Linked DNA regions of Mus musculus: region 1 is linked to region 2. The links are chromatin contacts, called in public Hi-C maps. All regions are on one chromosome and are shown on one strand. Each heading gives the region's core, a stretch centred on a gene start, on an enhancer-like site or on the middle of the called end of the contact. The rest is flanking DNA. Distances are from core to core; before and after follow the strand shown. Region 1 overlaps C430002N11Rik (RIKEN cDNA C430002N11 gene). Region 2 has its middle 44 kb from the start of Zbtb38.

Evidence for each region. Hi-C and Micro-C count contacts between places; a contact is called where the count stands out from the background.
Region 1: a contact with region 2 is called in a Hi-C map of the N1E-115 cell line, with 2.3 times the contacts expected there. The contact joins two enhancer-like sites. A contact is called at or near these places in 1 of 39 promoter capture datasets (embryonic stem cells), 1 of 15 datasets of contacts at CTCF or cohesin (CD8 T cells), 69 of 484 Hi-C or Micro-C datasets (B cells, CD4 T cells, CD4 single positive thymocytes and 41 more) and 36 of 115 datasets of contacts at active chromatin or transcription factors (the 230-238 cell line, CD4 single positive thymocytes, CD8 T cells and 30 more).

The regions. Positions count from the first base shown.
Region 1 is chr9:96,771,172-96,776,076 of GRCm38.p6, forward strand. C430002N11Rik (RIKEN cDNA C430002N11 gene) reads left to right here. Exons shown (of 5, transcript NR_102296.1): 4 at 310-442; 5 at 2,065-3,226. Among named protein-coding and RNA genes, the nearest start is that of C430002N11Rik, 8.1 kb to the left of the region's middle. Within about 2 kb of position 2,135, at least 98 of the 459 cell types and tissues checked have an H3K27ac peak or open chromatin away from gene starts, as enhancers often do. A contact at or near this core is called in CD8 T cells, the N1E-115 cell line, the SCID.adh cell line and 5 more, where this site is marked.
Region 2 is chr9:96,673,486-96,677,870 of GRCm38.p6, forward strand. No RefSeq gene overlaps it. Among named protein-coding and RNA genes, the nearest start is that of Zbtb38, 44 kb to the right of the region's middle. Within about 2 kb of position 1,901, at least 33 of the 459 cell types and tissues checked have an H3K27ac peak or open chromatin away from gene starts, as enhancers often do. A contact at or near this core is called in CD8 T cells, the N1E-115 cell line, the SCID.adh cell line and 5 more, where this site is marked.

The DNA of each region.
Region 1 (4,905 bases), core at 885-3,384, 98 kb after region 2:
ATAGTCTTTCTGAGCTTGCAATTAGCAGCAGAAAGGATTTTAGGCAAAGGTTCAGAAAGGATGTTACAAGGAGTGATGGAAAGGAACCATTTGTGAGGAAGATAGCATCACTGCCAAGCCCTGAAGTCCTTGTGAGTATCCTTTTACTGTAACCATTATCAGATCGTTCCTCTGTGCCATTGCAGGAGGTCGGCACGGATACCGGCTCCAGAACGAGGGTGGGTTCTTCCTTTAAAATGTAGAACTAATTCCATCCTGAATATGAGTCATTCACTAGCTCCTAATTCACGGTCACCATCACATTTGCAGTAGGAACATGCTGCGTAAAACATTGTGGGATTAGTGAGCATCTGGGCATCTTAAATTTTGACTGGCAATTGACTCTAACTTCAACAGACGAAGATCCACCCTTCATCCAGCTCTCCAGGAATAACAGTAATTGGTAAGCATATCCCTAATTAAGGGATGTAATTGTAGTCATCCAGGTCTATGGCCATACCGCCCTGAATGTGCTGGATCTCATCTGATGGTAGCTGTCCATGCTCTTTTAAAAAGCCATATTATAAAAATTAAAACACTGTGGACAATTTTCAGTATTAGGTGTGTTTAGAGCTCATCTAAGAGTCTCAGGTAAGCAGAAGCACCCCTCCCCGAAGCTGGCAACTGGCACCTGATTTTCTTGGAATTCTTAAAGAGCTAGAAAGTTGCTTGCAGTCTGCTACATGACAGAACCCAAGATCAGAAAATGGAGCAGTATCCAGCCCCAGGGTATCCATCAGATAACAACTGTGCATCCTGAAGGATAGATAGGATGGGGATTTGGAAGGGGGTGGGGTTAGAAGAGTGTAGGTACTGTCACTCCCTGGAGTCCCTGGGGGAAAGAGGGCAGTTATCTCCTGTGCCCTCTTCTCTCACCAAATCAACACGCCAGCCATCAACACCCTTTATCCACGTTGTCTCTTCCGACATCACGCTATCTTAACAACCGCTGCCCTTTCACAGCGTCTTCTCAGTCACGTGTGTATTAATCACCACAAAGGAAACGAGAAAGGCTGAGTGAGAGGCAGCCGAGATCAGCATACATGTAGTCAAGATGGGATTTTAAATGGGAAATCGGTTACACAGACGTCAGAGAACCAGAGAAGCTCAGACTAGTGGCAACAGAGAGTCACACCCAGTCTGTGTGACAGGAATAATCACAGGGGGGTCTACAGGAGTCACTGACAGCAGTCAGACTGGGTAGATTTTTTTTCTGGCTGGAGCCATCCTGTGGCTCCAGTAACACCATTCAAGGGCCACAAGCTTAGCAAGGCACCTGGCCTTTTCCTCCCTCCTGTCCTACAAAGGTTTTCTCTTGGGCCGTGTCCAAGCTAGAGCCTCCCTGACCTGCATTAAGCCCGGGAAACCTGTCTACAGAGGTCAGTACCTGCCACCTAGAGCCACAAGGAGAAGCATGAAGAGCGGCTCTGAAAGCAAATAGGCTATGACCTGTGCACTGTATTGTGCTCATTATGGGCAGCCCATAGTTAACTATATAGCAACATACTCTGCATCTTATAAATACATGTATGCTCTGCAGCTCTCTGCTTTCAGTCCAATGAGCCATAACCCATTGCCAATATGGCTGTCAATTACATGATATTTAAAAATTTAGCAGCCAGGAAGTTTATTGACCATCCTTCTTTGAACAGAAAATTATTTCCATCTTCTGGTTTTATTTTCAGTCATAACACTAGGAGCATCTGGTTCCAAACACACAGCTACCAATCCTGCAAATGCATAAATGCCACACTACCCACACACATACAGCTTCATCTGTGTGGCCTTTAAACCAAGGCCATCTAAGCCTAATGACATTTTTGGGTAACTTTCACAAGAAGACAATAGAATAACATTTTGAAACCTGGGCTTTACAAGTGGGAAAGGACTGCTCTCTCTCCCTCTCTCCCTCTCTCCCTCTCCCTCTCCCCCTCCCCCTCTCCCCCTCCCCCTCTCCCTCCCCCCTCTCTCTCTGCTAAAGGAGAACTGTGCTGACTATTTTCTTTCACTCTTTCCACTCCGCAGGAGGTAGAATAAAGCATTAGTCACAGACAGCTCCTGCTTAGGCTCTGAAACCTGTAAGGCATCTGGAGAATGCTGGAGTCTGGCTTCCTTGAACTGAGAACATCAAAGGCAATGAGAAAGACTGAGAGGTACCTCATCCTCTGTCAGCCTGCGTCATCTTCCAAGTCTGAGGGTTCTGCAGGCAGAGAGCCAGGCTGCACGCCACGAACCCGTGGCTACCGACTCACTTCTAACTTTTCTGAGTCCAGAGGTCTCCTTTTGATCAAGAAGGCTTTAAATAATAAGAAAATGGAACCCTGACACTATTAGGTCGTTCTGGCTATTGCTTCTAGCCTTTTGCTGCTAGCAGGTTACAACTTGAAACAACAAAAAGAAACCACATACTCAACTTAAATAATGGTAACAAAATTGAGTAGGAGGGAGAAAAGGAAACTATGTAATAAAAGGAGCGGGAGTAACAAGGACACACCCCCCCACCCCACCCCCACCCTGACCCTAGCCAGTGATCCATCCTTACTCCAATGGTGTCAGGCTCCGTTTTCAAGGATAGGCATAGAGAAAAATCTCCCAATAGCAGGCTGTGGCGCTAATACCCAGGACTGTACAAACCGCCATTGCTCAGAACAGTTAAAGCAGTCTCTAGAATGGCCTTGACAGGCAAGTATTTTGAAGGGCCCTGTCAATTTCAGCCATGCAGCAGTTTCATGAAGCTCTAGTGAGCCCTGAGCAGCAATGTAGCAAGGGAGACAACAGGAGTTCCTGGAGAGGGATGGCTTCGGCATATAGAAATCTCAGCAGTGTTCAGAACCCAGCAGAGGGGAGATTTAGATTTGGAGGGTGGGGGTGAGAGGACTCTACGTAGTACTTACAAGCTTTTACCTGGGCATATTTTTAAAAATTTTCTCTTGTGTGTAGAATTAGGGGAGGAATTGCTGGCCACGTGGGAAGTTTATCATTCTCAAGACCTGCTGCACTCTTTTCCCAACTGGCTGCACTGTTTTAAAACCCCACGTGCAGAGTATGAGCCTTCCAGTCTCCTCATCCTCGTCCATGGTTGTTACTATCTGTCCTTTTATTGCCGCCACCCTAGAAGGATGTGACATGTCCTTGTGATTTTGATTGGCATTCCCCTGGCGATTAATAACTTGAGCATCTTTTCTCATGTTTAACACTTTATTTATTTTACGTGTTTGTATGTGGTATGTGTGTATGTGAGAGAGAGTGTGTGTGTGTGTGTGTGTGCGTGAGAGAGAGAGAGAGAGAGAGAGAGAGAGACTCCAGTTCTCTCCTTCTGTCATGTGAGCAGGGTCCTGAGACTAGAACCCAGTCATCGGGTGCCTTTACCCTCTCAGCCGTCTCACCAACTCAAGCCCCTTGTATATTTTTTCTTTAAAGAGATGTCTATTGGGGTTATCAATCATTTCATTGTTAAGCTGTAAAAGTGAATCTTCATATGTTCTAGATACAAGTCCCTGTTTAGAAATAATTCGCAAATACTTTTTCCTATTCCGAGGACTGTTTCCTCAACTGTTCTCTACCTCAATAATTGCAGGCAGACATGGTGCTGGAGAAGTAGCTGAAAGTTCTACATCCAGATCTGCAGACAGCAGGAAGAGAGAGAGAGAGATACTGGGCTTGGTGCATTTGAAACCTCAAGCCCCCTCCCCCCCCCCCCCCCCACCCAGTGACACACTTCCTCCAACAAGGCCAAACCTCCTAACAGTGCCACTCCCTGGTGACCAAGCTTTCAAATATATGAACCAGTGGGGGCCATTCCTATTCAAACCATGATATCATCAAGATGTTATGATCCAAATTTATATCCCTAGATTCTTTCCCTAGTGGAGCAGTTAGCTGATTGAGTACTTGCAGCTGTAGATCTAACAATTGTAACCATCATGATGAAAGTAGAACCGTTGGTTCCTAAATTTATTCCTCCACTCTCTATACTACACTAGGCCTTCTAATTTTAGTAGTAATTTTTCCTCCAATAGGATGCTCAGGCAAAACCCTAGGAATCAATCAATCACAACTGCTCTTCTTCCTCGGAGGTTATCCAACTCCAACTCCCCAAAAAGCCTTGCCCTGGGACTGAGAGATGACTCAGCGGGTAAGAGCACTTCCTGTGCAAGCAAGAGGACCTGAGTTCAAGTCCTCAGTACCCACGAAAGATGTCATCATAGACCGCACGTGCCTGGAACCAGTGTTCTGGGGCAGAGGCACAGATCCCAGCTCAATGTCCAGACACCCCAGCTGAAATGGTGACCTTCTGTTTCAGTGAGTGATCCTGTCTTACATGAATATGTGGAAAAAGAGCAAGATGCCCAACATCTTCCTTTGGTCTCCACATTCGTGCATGGGCACATAACCTGCAAACCTATGATACACCAGTGCTTGTGCCCCTCCTCACCAGAGAGAGAGAATGAGAGAGAGAGAGAGAGAGAGAGAGACAGACAGACAGACAGACAGACAGAGTGGCAGAGAGAGAACCTTGTCCTTACCCTCTAAATACACCCAAGTCTGTCACCTTCTTATCCCCTCCAGAGTCCAACACTCTTTCCCCAGGCTCTGTTCTCTTCCCTGAGTTTCTCTGGTAGCATCTCTTTGATGTACTTGATTCTACTCGATTATGTCAATTTGACACCATGTAGACTGTCCTGGCAGGAGGGCCTCCGGCACACCTGTGTTAAGGAATACCTTGACTATGTCCGTTGATTTGGGAAGACCCATCTTAACTGTGGGTGTCAACATGAGGTGGGTCTTAGATTGAATGGAAAAGGGAGGGAGAAGCGAGCACATGCAGACATTGCTCTCTGCTTCTCAATCACACATGTGATGTGT
Region 2 (4,385 bases), core at 651-3,150:
TGCTTTTAGTGGAGACCTTTCTGCTTCCAGATCCACCAAGATATGGACAGACCACCCGTACGTTCCCATGCCTTTCCTTCAGTGGTGGATCCTAGCCCCTGAACTTGTAGGCCCAAATAAATCCCCCTTCCTTCATTCTGTCTGGTATTTGGCCATGTAATGAGAAAAAGTGACCCAGTTAGTACTTTATGGTCATTATCAAGTATTGTGCAATACGCAGAATTGTGTTGCCCTGTTTTTATATGGGTGTGTATATATAGTGTATACAGTGATGTAGAAGTGCTCACACTAGCGTGACCTAAGTCCTGAGTGACATTGGCCTTGACGTTCTGATGGCAACTGTGTCACTAGGTGCTGAGAATTTTTCAGCTCCATTATACCCTCATGGGGCCTTCCATCTATATCCAGTATGTCATTGATCATATAGCACAAGACCATTCATACAGTCCTTTCCTTATGCTGAACAATGCCTTCTGTCTCTGGCATCTGGAAAGTTCTCAGTAAGGTCCTACTCAAGCCCCAGTCACCTGATCCTGATTTCAGATCTGCTTGGAAAGCAGGGCTGTTGAAGAAGAGGGTCAGGGTGGCTTTTGAAGGAACTTTAGGGGTTTTCCTCATAAAAATAAGAAAGGGCTCAGCAGGAAAACCCACAGATATCCTATACTAAGAAGACTTGGAAAGGCCAGCGCTTTTTAAAAATTCTGGGGGAAGTGCCTTGTGTAGGCAGCCAGAAGCCACTTGCTCTTCAGAGAACTGCGAGTGGATGGAGCTATGTGAGTTGACTGAAGGACTTCAGTAGGGTCTGCAAGTGGGCCCCATGGGGATCCCCTCTCTCTCCCAGCCTGGACATGTACAGCCAGGACGCATTTCCATGTGGTCCGATTTCTTTTCCTTCACTTAGGTTCCCAATTCCTTCTCCTTCCATTAATGGGTAGCTAGTTCCTCTCCCCAGCCCCACCTTTCTAAAGAGACTTCCCATTTCCACGACCAAACATCCATCCTCACTTGTCAGTGTTCATGCTAAAAGGTCTGCGTGCTGGGAGTGGCCTCAGTCTTGGGCAAACTGGGATGTTGGTCAGGCTGGATGGCAGATTGTATGCTCGGTGGGTGTCTCACCTTGATGTCACTATACAGTTGCTTGGAGGACCGTGCTGGGGAAAGGGACCCTGGGCTTCACTCTTCTCGAGGGTCCTGCTTCACGTCAGAGGCTGAGTTGAGGATGGATTTTCCCAGAGAGCAGGCCAAGACCTGAGTGGCTGTGGGGTTGACCAACTGGAACAATGAAGGGATCTTTGAAGAAAGGACAGACACACAGACATGCATACAGAAACTCTGAGATCAGGTGGGCTGTATGCTTTGATGGAGACACACCAGCAGCTGCCCAGAAACAGGGCATTTATTTTATACATCCAAATTGAGGAGATGGATATCTGTCTGTCTGTATGTCTGTCTTAATGAGGAAGCAGATCTAGCTTATCCTGGTAGGAGGTCTCTATAGGGTAGCTGTCTCAGGCTGTACACACTGGGGAGGAGGAAGCCGTAGTGCATTCTTTTCTGCTCATACTATCAACATCTGCACAAGGGTAAAGGGAAGGTTTCATCATTCCCATGCATCTGAGGCATTAGGGTTTGTGACACAGCTGTGCTCATGTCCACAGCACATGCTCACCAAGGACTTCATCCCACAGAGTAGCAGTGAGGCCCCAGGCAAAGAGATGCAGAGGTCTGAGTCTGTCTCTCACCAGCACTGGGGTGCAGAAACTGTCATATTAAGTGTTAAGAAATGACCCCATGGACAGAAGAGACCATTTTAATAGGCCAGGAGCTTGAACAAAGACATACGGTGGAGAAAGGGCTAGCTGGTGTCTGTGGGAGTGGTGACAGCCGGCCCCTCCCTAAACTCAAATGTAAAGGACAAGAATACAGATGGAATCCTGTATATTATGTGTCTGGGTATTTGAAAGCTGTAAGCAGGGCTAAAGGTCTTAATTAAATATGTTCTCTTTGCCTCTTGTACGTGGTCTCAGGTTGGTTGACTGTAGGAGAGAAAGCAGCCATCTCAGAGATGTGTCAGCTCCTCTCTGGCAGTGCCTGGCTGCTCCTGTGACGTGAGTAACCTTCTATGGCTGACATGCCATTTCCTTGCCCTACCATTAGGGGGACCAGGGTGTGTAGCTGATTGCCCAGACTTTGGGCTTTTGCTATTCTACAGCAGAGGGCACTGAACGAACCTGATCTCTGCAGACACTGGTTTGTCCTGAAGATTCTGGCTCCCATCTAAGCTCTGGCCTTCTCCACATGTCACCCTTTTGGGGGGGTGGGTGCATTTCTTTGACTCATCTTTCATCTCTGGAACTCTGGCTTCTTTCTTATATAAGCTTCATGGGAGACATCTTTCATTTCCGGTATGAATCATTCTAAAACCAAAAGATGATCCCTGGTCCTTCCTTAACCCTAGCGTCTCAAATCCAACCCAACACCAAGTCCCACTGATTCTACCTTCTAAGTCTCTCTCAGCTTTTCTCCTTCTTCCCCATTGCCACTGCAGACATACAATCTAAGTCACTATCACCTTTAGCTCAGTCACTTCCTAACAGCTGTTTCTAGCCATCACCGTCCACCAAGGCATTTTCTACATTCAGCCAATGTGGCTTGCTTTTTTTTTGAAACAGGGTTTTTCTATCTGGCTGGCTCGAAACTTAATATGTAGACCATGCTGGGGCTTGAACTCAGGGGGCTTCTCTTTCCTCTATTTCTCCCTTTCTCTCTCCCTTCTTTTTTCTTCTTCTTTCCATCCTTTGGATTGAACCCAGGGGCTCACACATGCCAGGCAAGCACTGAGCCACGTCTCTAACCTAAGTGCCTCTGGGTTGCTCTTCATACAAGACCCAGATCTACAGCACAAAGGCCCTGCATATCTCAGCCCTTTGTCATCCCTATTGATCTCAAGCCTGGCTCACCTGCATTCTGGTCAGGACCGGCCTCCCATGCAAGGCGATCTCTCCAGAGGCGGACCTCAGCACACACCATTCCAGGGCCCAGAACTCCTCTCCTTGCTACCTGTTACTCAGCTCACATGTCACTTCTTCAAGGCCAGTTTTTCTTAAGGTTTAAACTAGGGCAGTGGCTTTCAACCTTCCTAAGTCTGTGACCCTTTAATACAGACCCCATGCTGTGGTGATTCCACTGCTCCTTTCTAACTATAATTTCACGAGTATTATGAATAGTAATGTAAATATCTGATACACCGGGTATCTGATACGTGACCCCCAAAGAGGTCACGACCCATAGGTTGAGAATGACTGGACTAGGGCATGGCCTGCTAGCACCAGGCAGTAAGCGCCTCTTCTTCACAGCACTTTACAGTGGTTGCAATTACTCATTTTCTGGTGTGTTTCTCTCCGGATCATGCAAACCGCTTTCTGCTTCTCCTGGATTCTCAGGACCTAACTCAGCTGTGCTTCAGGGACTTGGTGCCAGTCTCATTTGAATCTCTGAGCATGTGGCTAGCGGTCTGTAGGCAGCCCCATTCTTCCAACTGCTCAAGTTTGAAAACTTAAAGCGTTAGCCTTGCTTCGTTTTTCTTATGTCCTGGCACCTAACCAACACCACCAACAACTATTAAAGCTATCTTCAAAGTCCACTCAACGTCTTCAGCGTTGTGTGCTTCCTAACGGAAGAAGAGGGTTCCACTGAGGAAGACTTCTTGGCAATTCCTACATTGTGAACACCTCATTTCCTTATGGCTAAATTTAAAAGGGGGAGGAATGGCGTCTACTGATCAGGAAATGATGCCGCAGACCTCACTAGATTCTCATTCAAATTATTAAATAATAGCAATTATGAAAATAGGATATCTTAAGATTTATGTGTATCTTTTATAGTCATGTGTGTGTGTGAAGTGACGGCAAGAGAGGCTCTGTTCACACGAGTGCAGGCTCCTGCAGAGGCTAGGGCTTTGGGTCCCGTGTAGCTGGAGTTACAGGTTGTTCTGAGCTACCTGACATGGGTGCTGGGAATCACATTTTGATCCTCCTTAAGAGCTGTATGCTCTGTTAGCCACTAAACCATCTATCTCTCTGAGTGAGCAGAGGAAGCCTGGGGGAAACATGGATAGTTGACATGGGGACACCCATGAGCCTAAGACTCATGGCAAGGCCTTCCCTGGGTCCATGTGCAGATGGTGGTCCTGTGTGCAGTATCAGCCACAGCTTTTCTTCTTCTTTTTTTTTTTTTTTAGATTTATTTATTTATTTATTATATGTAAGTACACTGTAGCTGTCTTCAGACACAGATCAGGGCATCAGATCTTGTTTCGGATGGTTGTGAGCCACCATGTGGTTGCTGGGATTTGAACTCCGGACCTTTGGAAGAGCAGTCGGGTG